Linked DNA regions of Pan troglodytes: region 2 is linked to region 1. The links are chromatin contacts, called in public HiChIP or PLAC-seq maps. All regions are on one chromosome and are shown on one strand. Each heading gives the region's core, a stretch centred on a gene start, on an enhancer-like site or on the middle of the called end of the contact. The rest is flanking DNA. Distances are from core to core; before and after follow the strand shown. Region 1 holds the start of NANOS3 (nanos C2HC-type zinc finger 3). Region 2 holds the start of ASF1B (anti-silencing function 1B histone chaperone).

Evidence for each region. HiChIP or PLAC-seq counts read pairs in DNA pulled down with a chosen protein or histone mark.
Region 2: an H3K4me3 HiChIP or PLAC-seq map of stem cell-derived excitatory neurons shows a contact between it and region 1, with 8 times the contacts expected there. The contact joins the promoter of ASF1B here to the promoter of NANOS3 in region 1. A contact is called at or near these places in 1 of 7 Hi-C or Micro-C datasets (stem cell-derived neural progenitor cells) and 1 of 1 datasets of contacts at active chromatin or transcription factors (stem cell-derived excitatory neurons).

Annotation. Positions count from the first base shown.
Region 1 is chr20:16,567,361-16,572,541 of NHGRI_mPanTro3-v2.0_pri, forward strand. It overlaps NANOS3 (nanos C2HC-type zinc finger 3), which reads left to right and starts at 1,416. Exons shown (of 2, transcript XM_001171060.7): 1 at 1,416-4,412. The coding sequence starts at 3,878. MIR181C (microRNA mir-181c) reads left to right here and starts at 1,329; the gene lies at 1,329-1,438. It overlaps MIR181D (microRNA mir-181d), which reads left to right and starts at 1,506; the gene lies at 1,506-1,641.
Region 2 is chr20:16,828,992-16,834,848 of NHGRI_mPanTro3-v2.0_pri, forward strand. ASF1B (anti-silencing function 1B histone chaperone) reads right to left here and starts at 3,702. Exons shown (of 4, transcript NM_001289426.1): 1 at 3,433-3,702. The coding sequence starts at 3,541.

The DNA.
Region 1 (5,181 bases), core at 166-2,665:
GGGGGGGTGGTTCACGCAGCTCGGCACACTTGGGGGTCCCTCATCTACCTTGGGGTTATGCCAGGCGGTTATTTTGGGCCTCAGTATTCCCCTCGGTGAAATGCCAGGGGCCAGGAAATTACTTATTTTTTTGCGACGACGGGGTCTCGTCCTGTCACCCAGGCTGGAATACAGTGGCGCGATCACGGCTCACTGCAGCCTCGAGCCTCGAACTCTTGGGGTCCAAGCGATCCTCCCATCTCAGACTCCTAAGTAGCTAAGACTACAGGCTCACTACACCACACCCAGCTAATTTTTTTGTAGGGACAGGTATCTCGCTATGTTGCTCAGGCTGGTCTCCATCTCCTGGGCTCAAAAGATCCTCCCGCCTCAGCCTCCCAAAATACTGAATTACAGGCCTGAGCCGCAGCACCCGGCTAGGCCGTCCGCAGACCCAGGTCAGGGGCGAAGGCGCGCTCGCCCATCCCTGGTCGTCACTGCTTGGCTTGCGGGGGGTGGGAGATAGGGGTGCGTACCTGTAGGCCTGGGGGCACCCGGGGCGGGGGGTTGGTCGCCGAACTCTGTGCGATCACTGGAGGAAGGGACTGGGGGTCATTTGAGGGATGAGGAAATGGAGAGGGGGCGCCGCAGCCGGTTTTGAGGCCCAAGGGGCAGCCCCCACGTGGCTGCGCGGACTCCCTCCGGAAGTGCCCGAGTTCAGATGCTGTGTGACCGCGCACGCGGGGCGAGCGACGCCCTCTCTGAACCTCCTGCCTCTTCCCTGTCTAGTGGGGCCCCAGTGCACTTGTAAAGTGGAGAGACCTGACGACCCCCCACCCCCAAGCGCTCCACTCACGCTGTTGTGATTCCTAAACCATCGTGCCCGGAACTCAGTGAAGCTCCCAGAACGTATTACATTGTATTAAAATGGCTTGTTTATCTCCACGTTGCATCAATGCCCTCGGGGCCAGGATCCTCCGTTGCCAGACTTCCCGGGAACACTTGGAATGCCTCCTCCACCTCGGACTAGCAGTGGCCTTTGGCCTCAGTCTCCCCAGTTGACAAAGGGGGGTAATCTGCACCTCCAGGATCACTTTGTGAATTACTTAAGGAGCGGGCTTGAGGCCAGCACTCCCCTGCACTGCTACATCTCCATCCCCATAGCAAAGGCTACATTTTATTTACTATCATTTATATTTGCCTTGTGTTTTTCCCAGATCTAGGTGCAAACAGCACCTGAAAAGCGTTTGTTTATTTCATGAGAGAAAAGGGGTTCCTTACTCTCTCCTCCTCTCCCTCTTCATGCTCTCTGGTTCCCTGCCACCTACCCCACCCCCGACTCCAGGTCCCGGAAAATTTGCCAAGGGTTTGGGGGAACATTCAACCTGTCGGTGAGTTTGGGCAGCTCAGGCAAACCATCGACCGTTGAGTGGACCCTGAGGCCTGGAATTGCCATCCTCCTGCCGGTGACTCTGACCTTCCAGATCTAGGGGGGCCTGGGGAGCCCCCAATCCAGCCTGGGCACGTCCCCTCCCCTAGGCCACAGCCGAGGTCACAATCAACATTCATTGTTGTCGGTGGGTTGTGAGGACCGAGGCCAGACCCACCGGGGGATGAATGTCACTGTGGCTGGGCCAGACATGGCTTAAGGGGAATGGGGACTGGGGACAGGACCCCCCACCGCCACAGTCACTCAGCCTGTTTTTTGCCCTGACCCCAACCACTCCTCTTTGGAGAGGAGAGCTGGTGTCTGGAATCTGGATGGACTCTGGCTGGATTTGGGATTAAATATTAGAGGGTTGGGGGTAAACAGGCTGGGGCAGGGCAGCTAAAATCCCCCCCCACTTTTTGTTTTTAAGACAGAGTCTCACTCTGTTGCCTAGGCTGGAGTGCAGTGGCCCAATCTCAGCTCACTGCAACCTCTGCCTCCAGGGTTTGAGTGATTCTCTGGCCTCAGCCTCCCAAGTAGCTGGGATTACAGGCATCTGCCACCACGGTGGGCTAATTTTTGTATTTTTAGTAGAGACGAGATTTCACTGTGTTGGCCAGGCTGGTCTCAAACTCCTGACCTCAAGTAATCCTCCCACCTCGGCCTCCCAAAGTGCTGGGATTACAGGCATTAGCCACCTTGCCTGGCCTAAAACCCCTTTCTGAAATGTGGGTGGTAAGTTCTGCTCCGTGGAGTGCTCCATAGTTTTTTTAAATTAGAGACAGGATCTCGCTCTTGTCACCCAGGCTGGAGTGCAATGGTGTGACCTTAGCTCACTGCAGCCTCTAATAACTGGAGTCAAGCGTTGATCCTCCCGCCTCAGCCTCCCCAGTAGCCGGAACCACGGGCACGCGCCACCACACCCAGCTTATTTCGAAAAAGTGTTTTTGTAGGAACAGGGTCTCAAAACGTTGCCCAGGCTGGTCTCCAACTCCTAGGTTCAAGCAATCCTCCTCGGCCTCTCAAAATGAGCCACAGTGCCTGGCCAATAAAAGTTTCTTAAATGAATGGATGGGTGGATGAGCTGTGTAAGCGGCACAGCGTCTCTCCTGTGTCCAAGTCCTGAGCACACCCTACCCTCCTGGGACTGAGCTCAGATCTCATCTGGGGGAGGACATTGAAGACCTGTAGGTACTAGGGGTCCCCTCCTAACAGCCCAACTTGGTATCCCCCACCTCCCAACTCCAGAGGGTTCTTTCTCACCCCTCTGCAGCCCCCGCCAGGAAAGGGCTCCCTCCCCAGCACCTAGCCTCAGGGGGCCCCAGTAACTAGAAGAAGGAGGCAGATGTGGTGCTTTTTGTTGTTGTTGTTGTTGTTTTGTTGTTTTGAGACAGAGTCTTACTCTGTTTCCCAGGCTGGAGTGCAGTGGCTTGATCTTGGCTCACCGCAACCTCTGCCTCCTGGGTTCAAGCAATTCTTCTGCCTCAGCCTCCTGAGTAGCTGGGATCACAGGCACCCGCCACCATGCCCAGCTAATTTTGTGTGTGTGTGTGTATTTTTAGTAGAGACAGGGTTTCACCATGTTAGCCAGGCTGGTCTCGAACTCTTGACCTCAGGTGATCCGCCTGTATTGGCCTCCCAAACTGTTGGGATTACAGGCATGAGCCACCACTCCCTGGCCTGGTGCATGTCTTTATAAATAACTGGATGGGCAGGTGGCTTCACACCTCAGTTTGCTCATCCATTCAATGGGGGTTCCACTAAGACAACCGATGTGAAAACTCTTGGAGGGAGACCAGAGCTGGGGGCCGGGGGACATGATCCTTCCCCCCTACCCCCGCAACCAGCCCATGAGCCTGGGACTACCACACTCCTTTCAGAGACAGCTGGAGCATCAGCAACTTCCCCCCTGGATACACACACACACAAAGAGCCCAGGGGCACCTGGCCACTCCCCCGCCCAGGGGAAGGAAGAAAAAGTTATAAAGAAGTTACTAAGTTAACTTCTTTAAGTTACTGGTAACTGCTAGTCTTTGGGGGTGGGGTTTCCAACCCATTCTCCCCATCCTCCAGTGGGGCTGGAGGGCTAAGGACTCCTACAAGGAGGGGAGGCAGGGTAGCCCCCCAATTCCCTGGAGGTGTGTACGTGGGGGTGTGGTGCACATCGCAGGATGCCCCCACACACACCCTGTGTCCTGTAGTCCCCCGGCACAGCCAGAGGCCATACAGCCCTTTAGGAGGAGTATTAGTGGGGCACCAGGCCCCCCTGTGACAATAAGGAACCTCCCACAGCCTGCTCCTCCCTCTTCACACCCCCTTGGAGGTAAAAGGAGGGTCGGCCAGCACAGACTCCCAGGCTCCAGAGAGGGGAAGGAAGGGGCAGCAGAGAGGGGTCAGAAGGAGGGAGCTTAAGCCAGGCAGGGTTACTTGTCTCTGTGACTCCTTCCGCCTGGCACATGCTGCCCAGCTATGGGGACCTTTGACCTGTGGACAGATTACCTGGGTTTGGCACACCTGGTTAGGGCTCTGAGTGGGAAAGAGGGTCCTGAAACCAGGCTGAGCCCCCAGCCAGAGCCAGAGCCAATGCTGGAGCCGGTGTCAGCGCCGGAGCCGGTGTCAGCCCTGGAGCCGATGCCAGTGCCGGAGTCGGTGCCAGTGCCGGGACCCAAGGATCAGAAGCGCAGCCTGGAGTCCTCGCCAGCTCCCGAACGCCTGTGCTCTTTCTGCAAACACAACGGCGAGTCCCGGGCCATCTACCAGTCCCACGTGCTGAAGGACGAGGCTGGCAGGGTCCTGTGTCCCATCCTGCGGGACTACGTGTGTCCCCAGTGCGGCGCCACGCGTGAGCGCGCCCACACCCGACGCTTCTGCCCACTTACTGGCCAGGGCTACACCTCCGTCTACAGCCACACCACCCGAAACTCGGCAGGCAAGAAGCTGGTCCGGCCTGACAAGGCGAAGACACAGGACACAGGCCACCGCCGAGGAGGAGGAGGAGGAGCAGGTGCCTGCACAGGTGGCTGGGGGGGACCTGTCCGAGGGTAGGGGCTGAGCCCCCCTGTGAAGTAAGATTAGCCCCAGTACCCACCTCCAAGGGTTAGGGGAAGACCTTAGAGAGAGCTTAGAACAGCAGTTGATTTTATTTACGTATTTATTTATTTATCTTGAGACAGGTCTCTTTCTGTTGCTCAGGCTGGAGTGCAGTGGCGCCATCTCGGCTCACTGCAACCTCCACCTCCTGGATTCAAGCGATTCTCCTGCCCCAGCTTCCTGGGTAGCTGGGATTATAGGCGCGCGCCACCACACCCGGCTAATTGCCACCATGCCCGGCTAAATTTTGTATTTTTAGTAGAGATGGGGTTTCACCATGTTGGCCAGGCTGGTCTCAAAACTCCTGATCTCGTGATCCGCCCACCTCGGCCTCCCAAACTGCTGAGATTACAGGCGTGAGCACCGCACCGAGCCAGTTTATGTATGTATTTATTTATCTTGAGACAGAGTCTCTTTCTGTCACCCAGGCTGGAGTGCAGTGGCATGATCTTGGCTCACTGCAACCTCTGCCTTCCGGGTTCAAGCGATTTTTCTGCCTCAGCCTCCTGAGAAGCTGAGATTACAGGCGCCTGCCACCATGGCCAGCTAATTTTTGTATTTTTAGTAGAGATGGGGTTTCACCATGTTGGCCAGGCTGGTCTCGAACTCCCAACCTCGTGATCCACCCTCCTCAGCCTCCCAAAGTGCTGGGATTACAGGCATCAGCCACCACATCCGGCCCG
Region 2 (5,857 bases), core at 2,452-4,951, 260 kb after region 1:
GCGATCAGGTTTGAGACCAGCCTGGCCAACATGGTGAAACCTCGTCTCTACTAAAGACACAAAAATTAGCCGGGCATGGTGGCTCAAGCTTGTAATCCCAACTACTTGGGATACTGAGGCCGGAGAATCGCTTGAACTCGAGAGGTGGAGATTGCAGTGAGCTGAGATCGCACCACTGCACTGTAGCCTGCGTGACATAGTGAGATTCCATTTCTAATAATAATAATCATCATCAACATAATCATAGGACGGGCACGGTGGCTCACGCCTGTAATCCCAGGCCAAGGCAGGCGGATCATGAGGTCAGGAAATCGAGACCATCCTGGGTAACACAGTGAAACCCCGTCTCTACTGAAAATCCAAAAAGTTAGCTGGGCGTGGTTTCGGGCGCCTGTAGTCCCAGCTACTTGGGAGGCTGAGGCAGGAGAATGGCGTGAACCCGGGAGGCGGAGCTTGCAATGAGCCGTGATCATGCCACTGCACTCCAGCCTGGGTGACACAGCGAGACTCCATCTCAAAAATAAATAAATAAATAAATAAATAAATAAATAAATAATAATAGCACTTCCCTTCACTGCGTTTTGAGTGTCCTGATTAGGCAATAAATTCTGTGGTCATTCCTATCTATGCTCCACCCCTGAAACAGGGAATCCTTCCTTTCTCTCCCTGGATTGGAGCAAAGATAAAGAATTTAGATTCGAAACTTCAGTGCCAATACTTCTACAAACTGGCTGTGTGACTCTGGTGAAGTCACTCCATTTCTATTAAAAAATGATCAGCAGAGGCTGGACGCAGTGGCTCACGCCTGTAATCCCAGCACTTTGGGAGGCTGAGGCGGGCGGATCACCTGAGGTCAGGAGTTCAAGACCAGCCTGGCCAAGATGGTGAAACCCCGTCTCTACTAAAAATACAAAAATTAGCCAGGCGTCATAGCAGGCGCCTGTAATCCCAGCTGCTCGGGAGGCTGAGGCAGGAGAATCGCTTGAATCTGGGAGGTGGAGGTTGCAGTGAGCCAAGATCGTGCCATTGCACTCCAGCCTGGGGGACAAGAGCGAGACTTCATCTCCAAAAAAACAAAAAAAGGACCAGCAGGTTGAATTTAGCCCTTCCGGCTCTAATTCTATAAATAAGTTAGTAAAGTCACAGGGCAGGGGCTTCCTAGGAGTAGAAGTACCAGATAATGACTGCACAACCATTTTTAAATGCAAGGAACACAAACAGGCTGATTGAAACCTGATCTCCTGCTGTCGGGGAGCTGGGAATCCCTCAACCTATTACTTCCTTCCATCTCCTCCTGGCTTTTAAATTAAATCTTATTCCACAGCGTCATTCTACACTTTATTTATTTATTTACCCACTGCCTTGTTCCAGAAAGGATTTAACTCGGCATATTCTATAGTTAGCCACAAGTAGACTCCTTAATTTAAAAAGGAGCGAGAGAGACCGGGGAGAGACAGACCCACTGGCCTACCCAAAGCACATCCACATCTCACTCTATCAGCTCTAAGCTAGTCCAGGCGACCAGCTTTGAGGGCAAAACACCTACCTGCCCCCGAGAGGCACTAGTTAGCATATCCTGGCTTCACAGGCCCCCAGATCACCACCTCCTCGGCTGCTGCCTTTTCTCTTTCAACCACCAAGTAGAAAAATGGCCTAATGGAGTACTTCTTCCTGAAAGCAGGACTTGCCTGTTAGTGGTGCCAAGGCTCCCTAGGTGACCTTAGATTTTGGATTTGTACAGGCCTTGACTTGAAAGGTCTTTTGCGTTTTGTGGCTCCTGTCTTCTCATCTGTGAGATGAGAGCCATGCCCACCTTTAAGTCACACAGATTATTAAGTACATCTATGGAAGCACCTTGGAAAAGATGTACAGGAGGCTGTGACCTCCAAGCTCCAGCCGACTGTTTGAAGCTGGAGCCCGTCACAGCTCAGCCCAATCCACCCACCCCCCAGACTAGGTCAGACCATCAAAAGCAATGGGAGCTTGGCACTGATTATCCAGCTATATTAAAAAAAAAAGAAGAAGACCGGGCACGGTGGCTCACGCCTGTAATCCCAGCACTTTGGGAGGCCAAGGCGGGTGGATCACTTGAGGTCAGGAGTTCGAGACCAACCTGGCTAACATAGTGAAATGCTGCCTCCACTAAAAATACTAAAATCAGCTGGGCGTGGTGACAGGCGCCTGTAGTCCCAGCTACTCGGGAGGCTGAGGCAGAAGAATCGCTTGAACTCGGGAGGTGGAGGTTGCAGTGGGCCGAGATCGTGCCATTGCACTCCAGCCTGGGCAACAGAGCGAGACTGTCTCAAAAAAAAAAAAAAAAAAAAAAAAGAAGAGGAAGAAGAAGAAAGAAAAAGCGACAGAAAAATTGCTGCAGTAACTCAGCTGGAAAAGGGTGGGCAAACCTGGAGAACTAGCTAATGCCTGCCTGGCTATGCCACCCCTCGGATCTCAGTGTGTTTATCCAAGCCCACAGAGAAAGGTGGGGAAGGGGAGCTGGGGAGACCAAGTTCCCCTCAAAGACGGTAGCATCCTTTCCCAGGGAGAGCTCAAGCATAGGGGGGTTGGGCCCCAACGAAGGAGAGAAACCAGGTTCCAGGGTATGTGCATTGGGGCAGAAAAGCAGCAGCAACTGGTGGGCGTGGGGTTATTGAAATATTGGCAGGTTGGGGAGGGGACTGGTGGGACACAAATGGGAAGATGGGGGTGAGAGAGGTCCTGAAAAGGGGTTGAGGGGTTTTCACAGGAAAAAAAGGTTACTGGAGGGGAGGGTCTTCACGGCAAGGAGAGAAAGGAGCTTGGGTGAGAGGTCTCCATAGGGAAAATAGGAGATGGCTGGGATTTCCCCTCCGGGAAAATGGGAAGGGGCTGGATATTGGGGGTCTCCAGAGGGAAAATGGGAGGTGTGAGTATCTCACTACAGGAAAGAGGGAATAAGTGGGCAAAAATGGGTGGGTGGTTGAAGCGGGGGTCTTGCCACAGGGAAACCACGGTGGCTGAAGATCTCCGTGGGTTAAGAAATGGAGGCCGAGAAGGTCTCCCCATGAAAACGGGTACCTAGGAAGAGCTCCAGAGAAAAAAGATGGATGAGGTTCCCCACGCGGGAAATGGGGCTTGGAGGGGGTTAATCTCTATGGGGAGGTCGGGGCGGGCAGTGGGGGAAGAGGTCACGGGGAGGTCCGAGTTAGCTGGCGGGGGGTCTCCACCCGGGAGGTCAAGGCGGGCAGTGGGGGAGGTCACGGGGAGGTCCGTGTTGGCTGGTGGCGGGGGGTCTCCACCGGGAGATCCGGTTGACTGGCGGGCTGGGGGAGATCGGGGTTGGCGGAAGGGGGACGAGGGGTTTCATGGGGGAGATCAAGTTGGCCATGGGAGCGGTTCTCTGGGGAGGCCGGGGTCGGCCCGGGGGTGGGGGTCCCCGCACAGGCCCAGCCTCACCGTCCGCCAGGGCTTCACTGCACTCGAAGCTGATCTCGAACCGGAAGGGGCTGTGGAAAGGGCTCGGGTTCTCCAGGACCGCCACGTTCAGCACCGACACCTTGGCCATCGCCTCGCCTCGCCGCGCCGCAGCAGGGGCAGGGGCTGTGGCTGTGGCGGAGACCGCGCCTGGGTCCGGTGGGGGTCAGTGGGGTAGAGCTGACCAGGTCCACTCCCGCCTCTTCTCTCCGCGAACTGAAGTGCGCACCTAGTCCGCGCGCCGCCTTCAAATAGCCGGCCTCCGCCCTCTGGCCAATCACCGCCAACGCTCCCTGGCGGCGCGCGCACCCCCTCAGCCAGTCCTGGAGCGCCGATCGGGGCGCGCCCAGACTCCCCGGACCAATCAGCGGAGCTCCCTCTCCGCAGCGTGTGAGGAGGGCGAAACTATCTCCAAGCTTCTTAGCGTGTCCGCTGGGAACCAATCCCCAGCGTCTCCGACTTGGATGTCAACGGCGGGAATGGACGGAGTCACAGCGCCGGCCCCCTTCTGGCCAATCCTGAGGGTTCCCGCACCGGCGTGGCCCGCCCCTCGCCTCGCTTTTCCGGGAGATGCATCCCGTAGCGCGCAGCGCCGCCAACCGCCGAGCGGTGGCGCGCGGCGCTCGCTAAAGAAGGCGGGAAGGGCGGTGCTCGCACCCGAAGTGATTGGCAGGAGGGAGTGGGGCGGAGATAAAGAGGGTTTTCTGAGAGTTTATTGGCTGGATTGGTAATGGCGGCGGGAGCAGAAGGAGGCTCAGCTGGGGATTCGCTGGAGAGAAGCGGAAGTCGAGCGCCACCGCGGTGTTGGCGAGTGTGAAGAGAGAGGAGGAGCGTTTGCGGACTCAGCGTCTGTCAACAGGTGAGCGTTTCCTGGAGCTTTTCTGAGTGGCTCCTGACCCTTGAGGTCCAGCGACCCGGGAGTCCGTTGTGAACGTTGCGAACGTTCGGAGTGGCGGTCACGAGGCGCGCTCGGACCTCGGGAATCCGGCCGGGTTCGGATCCCGCTTTCGTCCCCGAGGGGTTCGGATCCCGCTTTCGCCCCCGAGGGGTTCGGATCCCGCTTTCGCCCCCGAGGGGTTCGATCCCGCTCTCGCCCCCGAGGGGTTTGGATCCCGCTCTCGCCCCCTCGAGGGCTCTTGGGAGGTTTCAAGAGGACGGTACTGAAAATGGGAGTTCCAGTTCGGGGGCAGACCAGTGTTCAGAGTCCGGGCTCTGCTACTCAGCGCCCGAGGCAGCGCCTCCCCATTCAACGGGGGCCGTGGCAATTCCCTGACATGATTCATGACCACATAATACATCCGGAAACTTCTCTCCACCGCCTCCCGTCTGGGCCGTCGCCCCCGGCCTGGGAGACTCCAGGTCTCAGAGTCTCTGCCCCCACGGGCGATCAGCGCTGCCCAGTGGAAAAATAATGCCAGCCGCGCACCAAAATTAGGTGTAAAATTAACATTTTTTGGAAGCCACTTTTTTTTTTTTTTGAGATGGAATCTCGCGCTGTCACTCAGGCTGGAGTGCAATGGCGCGATCTCGGCTCACTGCAACCTCTACCTCCCGGGTTCAAGCGATTCTCCTGCCTCAGCCTCCTGAGTAGCTGGGATTACAGGTGCCCACCACCACAACCAGCTAATTTTTTTTCTGTATTTTCAGTAGAGACGGGGTTTCACCATGTTGGCCAGGCTGGTCTCGAACTCCTGACCTCAAGTGATCCGCCCGCCTCAGCCTTCCAGAGTGCTGGGATTACAAGCGTGAGCCACTGTGCCCGGCCATATCTTTTTTTTTATTATTTGTAATTTTAGAGGCTGGTCATGGAGGATTTCTTGAGGCCAGGAGTTCAAGATCAGCCTGGGCAACATAACAAGACCTCATATCTACAAAAAATAAAAGAATAAGCCAGGTGTGGTAGTGCATACCTGTAGTGTCTGCTACTCCTGAAGCTGAGGCAGGAGGATCTCTTGAGCCCAGGATGCTCCAGCCACTGCACTCCAGCCTGAGTGTCAGAGTGAGACCCTGTCTCTAAAAATTAAAATTAAATTTTAAAAAAGAAAGTTCAGTTTAGCTGTCTTGATAGCCACAGTTGAGTGCTCCTGAGCCCGTGTGACAAGTGGCTCCTGTATTACTGGACAGCGAAGGTCAGAAACACATTTGACCAGGTCACTTCTCCGGATGAGAGCATTGTCTTTGAAACTCTATGCTTTGTCTCCTGTTAACCACCCAGCTCCAACTTCAAACCAGGCTAAGTAACCCTCTTTTTGTTAAAATTCTGAGAAGCCACTCCCAGTGCAAAGCCTCTGCCCAGAACCTCTTCTCCTAGGCTCTTGGCATGGCTTATGCCTTCTTGTCATTCAAGTCTCTGTTCAAATGTCCTCTCCCCAGAGAGGCCTTTCTAAGGGTGCTCTGGACAGCGTTC